Linked DNA regions of Rattus norvegicus: region 2 is linked to region 1. Evidence: chromatin contacts called from public Hi-C data. All regions are on one chromosome and are shown on one strand. The core of a region is the stretch at or near the end of the contact, and the rest is flanking DNA. Distances in the headings are between cores, read along the strand shown.

What was found. Hi-C and Micro-C count contacts between places; a contact is called where the count stands out from the background.
Region 2: a contact with region 1 is called in a Hi-C map of mammary epithelial cells, with 2.5 times the contacts expected there. The contact joins the enhancer-like site here to the promoter of Sgk1 in region 1. A contact is called at or near these places in 2 of 12 Hi-C or Micro-C datasets (mammary epithelial cells and psoas muscle).

Annotation. Positions count from the first base shown.
Region 1 is chr1:24,802,944-24,807,162 of GRCr8, reverse strand. Sgk1 (serum/glucocorticoid regulated kinase 1) reads left to right here and starts at 2,332. Exons shown (of 12, transcript NM_019232.3): 1 at 2,332-2,467; 2 at 2,617-2,692; 3 at 3,078-3,153; 4 at 3,324-3,428; 5 at 3,528-3,611; 6 at 3,723-3,854; 7 at 4,125-4,219. The coding sequence starts at 2,392.
Region 2 is chr1:24,849,415-24,853,633 of GRCr8, reverse strand. It overlaps a transcript of Sgk1 not described here. Among named protein-coding and RNA genes, the nearest start is that of Sgk1, 47 kb to the right of the region's middle. Within about 2 kb of position 2,198, at least 4 of the 93 cell types and tissues checked have an H3K27ac peak or open chromatin away from gene starts, as enhancers often do.

The DNA of each region.
Region 1 (4,219 bases), core at 1,083-3,582:
TTCCTGCGACCTCCCTTGGTAAAGTAACCCCAGCCTTCACCTCTGCAGCACTGTGAAGAATGAGAGAGGAGGCCTTAAGATCCCCTTGGAAAGGTTCGTGTTTTGAGTTCTGTAGTTTGGATGGGGTGGATAAGACAAAGATGCCATGGAGACGCATGAGGATGCGCCTAACATTATTAGGTGATCCTCGGGAGGGTCTCTGGAAGGCTTCCTGATTTAATGGTTTTAAACAAATAAGCAAACATCTTTGTGGAGAACTGGTGTTTCAAAACAAACGTTTTTCTGGAGGGGAAGTTACCAGGCAGGTGTGGCGGGGGCAGGGCAGGACTGGGCTAAATAAACGACTGGTACCACATGGTTTGGAAGCACTCACTGGCAATAACAAATTCATAGTTTATGCAGAATCCAAGCACGGAAAAGGCATGGGCTGGTTGCTATGATTTGGAATCGCCTACACCTTGTTTTAGTTTGGAGTGCCAATTTCAGGCACCCTAAATGCATTTGGAAGAATGTCTACTAAGCAAAATTTTGTCTCCAGAGATGTGAGTCCCGCTCTCCTGGTCTCTAGCTGTCCAAAGTGAGCAAATCAAGAAGCAGCTGAGCCTAGAGATCATGTTAGGTGATGGGAGGTGGCCGCTGCTACAAAACAAACTCGCCCAAGACGAGGGGAAAAGCGCTTCGCATGCTTTCCCTAACCCGACAACTGGTATTTTGTAGTGTGTCAGTTCTAAAATGCTAGGCCTTTCGCATCAAGGGGTCATGGCAGGGCAGTTACCGCAGACAGCACTGCCAGCACCAGGTACTGGCCCAAGTAGCCGCCTTCCCGGCGCTGGCCCAGACCCGGTGCTCCAGGCTTCCTGGCCAGCGCTGGCGCGCGTCCCCACGTTGGCGGTGAAGCTGCAGCGACAGGCAACCCCCAGCGGCGGGGTTACTGCAAGACATTTCACTCCTGCCCAACTCAGGCTGCCTCCTGCGACTTCCCTCTGTCACCAGCTTTTTGAGACGAGTCTCTTACTAATATCTAAAGAGTTAACGGGCTTCAGTTATATGAACTTGCAAAAAACCAAGCAATAATATATAATTAAGTCTACCTGGATCAGCCATCAGGTAGCCCAAAGGAAAAACTGACGAGGTTTAAAACAATGCAATGCAATCTTGCAGATTTCTTTTGAGAGAGGGGCAGGCATCAGGGCAAGGGTATTGACTGCGCAAGGGTCACTCCAGGTCGGCCCCGGAGAAAAGCCCCTGCTCCCTCTTAACTTGCCACCTCCTCACGTGTTCTTGGCATGGCTAGGATTAAAATTTGCAAGGCTCAAAATTTATGCGGAAAGGACAGAATGTTCTCGGAGATTAGTTGGAAAAAAAAGTGAAATGAAGATTGTACTTTTTTTTTTCTTGTAGCGCAGAGACTTATTTCCGCCCCCTCCCCTACACATTCCTGACCCCCCCCCCCCCCCGCCCCGCTCTAGCCTTCCTTCCTCCTCTTCCAAGTTCTGGGATTTTTCAGTCTTGCTTGGTTTTGGCCAAAAGCACAAAAAAGGCGTTTTCGGAAGCGACTCGGCCGTGCACAAGGGCCATTTGTTTGTTTTGGGACTGGGGCAGGAAATCTTGCCGGCCTGAGTCACGGCGGCTCCTTCAAGGAAACGTCAGTGCTCGCCCGGTCGCTGTGGCCCGCTGAGCGCCCCTCGGTTCGCGGCCATGGGCGAGATGCAGGGCGCGCTGGCTCGGGCTCGGCTCGAGTCCCTGCTCCGGCCCCGCCACAAAAAGCGAGTGGAGGCGCAGAAAAGGAGCGAGTCCGTCCTGCTAAGCGGACTGGGTAAGTGCTGCCGCCCGGCTCGCCCGGACTCCGGGTCCGCGGAGATCAGGGCGGAGTACAGCGGGGGAACCTGGAGGCTGCGCGCTGGGCTGGGGACAGGGCACCGAGGAGGAGAGAGAGAGGGGGGAGAGGTGAGCGGTGAGCCGTGCATTGCGGTGTCCACTCGGGCAGCACGGGAGAGGAAATGGAAAATCACCGAGGCTCTCCACCCCTCCGGTTCCTTCCTCCGGCCCAGGCGGACGGAGGCAGAGTGCATCCCGGCAGGGTCCTGCTCGCGCAGCCTGTGGAAGCCTCGGTTCTGCCTGGGGCGACTGGCACGAATCGCTCAGGACACGGCAGCAACTCGCCCATCTTCCCGCAACTCGGTCTACAGCTTGCTGGGTGGCTGGGACCGGGCGGGCCGGCGGGCGGGGCCTTGTTGTGGGCGGGGCCCCGAGTGGCTTCCTGGTCCCGCCTGCCCCGCCCCCTGGAGGCTCAGGGCTTATAAAGTCGGTCGCAGAGCCGGAGCTCACTGTTGGCTAAGCCGGTCTCACTGCTCCTTTAGTCTCTTTGGACACTTTCCAAATATCGGGGCGATGACCGTCAAAACCGAGGCTGCTCGAAGTACCCTCACCTACTCCAGAATGAGGGGAATGGTAGCAATCCTCATCGGTGAGTGCTGGAAAAGCACCAGACTTGTGTAGGAGAGGCGCCGTGGAAATGATCCGGGGTTTTGAAGGTTCAGGATCAGATTAGCGTGTGGCGTCGGACGTTGCAGAACTGCCTAACCCCCTTCTTTTCTCTCTCTCTTTAAATTACAGCTTTCATGAAACAGAGAAGGATGGGCCTGAACGATTTTATTCAGAAGCTTGCCAACAACTCCTATGCATGCAAACAGTAAGTTTTGGGTTATTGGGGAAAATTGAAAGAATCGTTTAAATTTACTAGCAGCTAAAACTTGTTCACGGTGGCGAGGGGGTGGGGGAGCTGAAGTCTTTCCTCCATGGTAGATCTCTTCTGGTATTGAGCATTTTGCTTATTTAAAACATTTTAAACATTAGTAAGATTAATTCTTGAGAATGCTTAACCAAAATCCATGTCCCCTTAACAAACAAACCTTAATTTGCATTTAACTGGTTTGTTTTCCTTATGGGTTTTTGGAAGTAATTCATTCTGATGTTTTCAGTTTAAATACCGAACGGTTGAGTCAGAAATAGAACTTTTATGTATGTGTGCCCTCTGGTGGTGAATTAAGTTTCTAAAACAGCCCTTTAATCTCCAGCCCTGAAGTTCAATCCTATTTGAAAATCTCCCAACCTCAGGAGCCCGAACTTATGAACGCCAACCCCTCACCTCCTGTAAGTATATCTTGTCTGCTGGAGGAGAAATTATATGTAGTGGTCAGTCAAATGTTTAAGTACTGAGTCACTGTGAGGCTTTGAAAGGCGTATTTCATAAAGTATTTTATGTGTTAACAGTAAGGCTGTGTGCAGCTTATGTATTAAAGGATGACCGCCTTGTTTTCTAGCCAAGTCCCTCTCAACAAATCAACCTGGGTCCATCCTCAAATCCCCACGCCAAACCCTCTGACTTCCACTTCTTGAAAGTGATCGGAAAAGGCAGTTTTGGAAAGGTAAGTGCAACCCTGAAAACTTTGCAACTAGGCATGCATTCACTTTGATATTCTCCCCAAGGAGGATGGGAAAAATGACTGTCCTGGTTGACATTTCAGGTTCTTCTAGCAAGGCACAAGGCAGAAGAAGCATTCTATGCCGTCAAAGTTTTGCAGAAGAAAGCCATCTTGAAGAAGAAGGAGGTAAGGGTGACACCTGGTGGCAGGCCTGGTGAAGAACTTTTTTTACCCTGTGGTTTGCTACCCTGTTGAAATCTGAATTTGCCCCACTGAATCTCTTCTCTTCCTTCCTAGGAGAAGCATATTATGTCAGAGCGCAATGTTCTGTTGAAGAATGTGAAGCACCCTTTCCTGGTGGGCCTTCACTTCTCTTTCCAGACTGCTGACAAACTCTACTTCGTCCTAGACTACATTAATGGCGGAGAGGTAAGCTGATCATATAAACCTTGATTGGGGGGGGGGGGTCCAGGGGGAGGTGCTCCTGTTTGCCTTGCTTGGTTGGGTTTGAGACGAGCTTGTAAGATACTCAAAGGAGAGAAATTACGAGGATTAGCATTTCCATGAATTTACCAACTTACTCATAGTTAAGAAGTATCATTTCAGGCTGCTTCCCACAAGCTTTGCCTCCTGACTTCTATGTCAGGGCCTGATTAAAAGACCCTACTTACTCAGCCTCGGTTTCTTTGTTTCTTGCAGCTGTTCTACCATCTCCAGAGGGAGCGCTGCTTCCTGGAACCCCGTGCTCGCTTCTACGCAGCTGAAATAGCCAGTGCCTTGGGTTATCTGCACTC
Region 2 (4,219 bases), core at 949-3,448, 47 kb before region 1:
ACAGAGAGAAAGATGCCAGCCCTAAGAGAGGCGAATTTTGGTTGTTTTTACAGACATATTGAAATAGTTCTTACATTTTTAAAATTAAATTCATTTATCTGGAGCTGGGGGTAGAGTATGTTTTTGCCAGGGACTCTTTTCATTGTCTTTTAATTTTCTGTACATTGGTGTTTTGCCTGCATGTGTACCTGTCTGAGGGTATTGTGTGGACAGCTGTGAGCTGCCATGCGGGTTCTGGGAATTGAACCTCGCTCCTCTGAGGAGGAGCTGGTGCTCTCCACCTCTGAGCCAACTCTCCAGCCTCCTAAGCAATTGTGTGTGGGCTACTTAGTGTGAGTACTGGGACTGAGTTTTCTGGAAGAAGAACAGCACATGCTCTTAGCTGCTCAGCCATTTCTCTAGCTCCACCCCTTTAATCCGTCTTCTTTTTTTCTCTGTAGCCCTGGCTGTCCTGGAACTCACAGAGATCCACCTGCCTCTGCCTCTGGAATGCTGGGATCAAAGGCATGCACCACCACACCCAGCTCATTTGTTTTTGAGACAAGGTTTCATGTATCCCAGGCGGGCCTCGAATTTCCCACATAGCCACGGCTGTCCTTGAGGAACCAGTGGCTCTACTTCCACATGCTGGGATTGCTAGCAAGGACAGGCACACCTATTCTGTGAGTTGCTGTGGCTAAAGCTAGTTCTTCTTTAGCCTGAGTTATATCTTCAGCCCTAATGACTACACTCGCATTGACTCTTTACCAAGATGGACTGTTACCAGGTGGGTGCTTTGTGTCTGTAATCCTAGCATTCAGAAAAATGAAAGAGGAAGATTGTGACAAGCACAAGGCCAGCCTGGGCTACATAGTGAGTTCCAGGCCACCCTAGACTACAAAGCAAAAGCTGGTATCAAAAATCCAAATTGAAGAGGCAGGGAAGATCTCTGAGTTTGAGGCCAGCCTGTTCTATCAGAGGCAGTTCCAGAATGGTCAGGGCTACACAGAGAAACCCTGTCTCAAAAACAAAAATTGACAATCCCTGTGGGTGGTAGTAACAGTTTTCTTTAATCCTAGGGCTCAGGAAGCAGATGCAGGCAGATCCCTGTAGGTTTGAAGCCAGCTTGGTCTATAGGGTTTCAGGACAGCCAGGACTATACAGAAAAAAACCTGTCCCAAAAACTAAAACAAAACAAAATCAAAGTTGATTCAGTAATATGGCTCAGTGTTTAGAACACTTGTTGCCAATCCAGAGAACCTGGATTGAATCCTTTGTCCAAGCTCTGATGGAAAGAGAGAAATGACTTCTGAAAGTTACCATCTTACCTACATGTGTCACACACACACACACACACACACACACGCACACACTAAATGTAAAGAAAAACAATATAAACGATAACAACCAAAAAATTGAATATGCTAGCATTAAAGATTTGGACAAATCTGGGCTGGGGATTTAGCTCAGTGGTAGAGCGCTTACCTAGGAAGCGCAAGGCCCTGGGTTCAGTCCCCAGCTCCGAAAAAAAAAAGAACCAAAAAAAAAAAAAAAAAAAAAGATTTGGACAAATCTGATTATACCCTCTTGGCTACCCTCAATTTCTAATTCTCTTAGTAGTGAAATCCTAGCAGTTCTGAGGACTCAGTTGTTTATCAAAGATGACTGCAGAAGTGATGGACCCGTTTCACCGATTGAGTCTAAGCTGTATGAATGCCATGAGGTACTTTAATGGATGGGTCATGACTATCTTGGATAACAGTAATAATTAAAATAAATCAGAAATACCGGTGATGAGTGAATTAAAAAGCAAAAATGCCTGGGCCTGTTTACAAATGCAAGGGTGAAAGTGTCTGTAATCACAATACTGGATTTAACTGTATGACATAAACTTGGCACTGACTTCTGTGCTGGTAAGGAAGAAGTGTAGGTCAGGGGCATGACTCAAGTGTCTCCTGGATGGTACATCCGTGTAACACCTGCTGCCCAATCAGTTAAGCTGCATGCAGCTTACTTGTCTAGACACAAGTAACCACATTATTAATCTTAGACATCAAAACCAGCCTCTGGGGTTAATGGGGCTCACTTCCTCCTTGGGACATGGACCTGGCCTTTAATTCATAAATGTGTGCCTTTTCTGTTCAGCGTCTCAGAAGTGGTGGCTGTCCTTGTGAGTCCTGTGTTTGTGGCTCTGCGTAGGCAGATTTCACAGAATAGGCCCCTGTGATGAGCAGCAGTAGTTTGAGGGGGAAATCCTGGCTTCTTAATTTTCACCCGGGGACTTTCGTCAAAGGAGGGATTTCCCCATTGTTGCTCTGTTTCCTTGTTTCCTTGTTTTTCACGCCTTACAATAACAAGTGTTCTCAAAACAGTTACCCTGTCCTAGTGACTCTGTGGGTGGTAGGGCTGGGAAGGACTAAACTGGGGTGCTGACGGAGGATTGCCCAGGGCAGCAACACTTTAACCAGCCTGACATTTCACTAGACACATTGCCTGCCATGGTATTACTCAGTATCTTTTGTTTTGTGTGACAGTGTCTCACTATGTGTCCATGGTTTGTTTTCATGCTAGGTAGACCAGGTTGGTCTTGAACTCATGAGATCTGCCTACCTCCGAATACGGAGATTAAAGCTATGCTACTATGTTTAGTAGAATTTAAGGTTAGAGATGTAGCTCAGTTGGTAGGGGTTGTTGCATCTTTAATGCCCGGGTTTCTGTACCCAGTTCCATATAAAACCGGGCATGGCAATGAATGATTATTTTCCAACACGAGATTATATAAAAAAATGTATCAATAATACGTAAGTAATCAAAATAAATACATAAGTGATCACCGGTCATTGTATATGTCAAGTTCATACTTATCAGTTAACTTCTTGAGTTTCTCATTTATAAGCTTAATTATAAAATCTTAACAGTGTTGCTGTGAAGCTCAGGTGAGATGTTTGGATGTTGACTTAACTTCTTCCTGCTTTTATTCTTCTCACAGGCCTTCCCCAGCTTCTTTGTCATAAATAAATAAGAATAAAAAAACCAAATAGGCCAGTCATGAAAATGACAAGGCGGATCTGAGCTGTGGGCACAGAGGCCCGCCGGCTGCTGTCCCTCCCTCCCCTTGCCCTGTGTTTCCACTGGATAGGTTTGTTCCCCTACAGGTCTGTGTTCTGGATCTTTCTGCTCAGCAAACACAGAATCGAAACAAGGAAGTAACAGAATGACTGAGTGAGCTGATGTTGGTACAGTTTTTACAGAAGAGATTTTTTTTTCCCCCTAGCCAATCAAGGTTCTTATTTCTGGATGTCATTTAGCAAACCCCGTGTGTCTTAGTCAGGGTTTCTATTCCTGCAGTGAAACACTATGACCAAACACTAAGTTGGGGAAAAAAGGATTTTATTAGGCTTACACTTCCACATCAAAGGAAATCAGGCCAGAAGCCCACATAGGGCAGGAACCTGGAGGCAGGATCTGATGCAGAGGCCATGGAGGGTGCTGCTTACTGGCTTGCTCCTCGTGGCTTGCTCAGCCTGCTTTCCGATAGAACCTGGACCACCAGCCTAGGGGTGGCACCACCCACAATGGGCTGGGCCCTCCCCCATTGATCACTAGGGGAGAAAATGCCTTACAGCTGGATCTCATGGAGACATCTTTTAGTTGGGATTCCGTCCTTTCAGATAACTTTTTTGTGTTTCAAGCTGACATAAGACTAGCCACTAGCCAGCACACTGTCTCAAAAAAAGCAAATACACACAAAGGAAGATAATGAACCTCCTTTACATTCATATATATATATATATATATATATATATATATATATATATATATATATATGTAAACATGCACTAGGGTAATTTAATGTCACCCATAGATTAATGAGACTATCTTAAAGATCTTTTATGATATGGTTGTGGGTTTTGGTTTTGTTGTTGTTCTGCAATAGGGTTTCATACAGCCCAGGTTAGCCCTGAACTCCCAATTTACAAGTTGCTGTCTTGAATGGTGATCCCCCTGCCTGTCTCCAATTCTGGAATTCCCGACTATGACCCCATACCCCAGTTTCTGGAACTTTCTGAGAGCAAGCCTGTTTATATCATTCATTAGGTTGGGAGTAATGAACAGTACAGATGGGGAAAAAAAAAACCCTGATAATTTGATTTCTGCAAGGATCGTGCTATAAAACTATAAGGTGCAATGAAATGTTTCCAAGTCACATAATGAATCGTTCCAGCTATAATTTGATCAT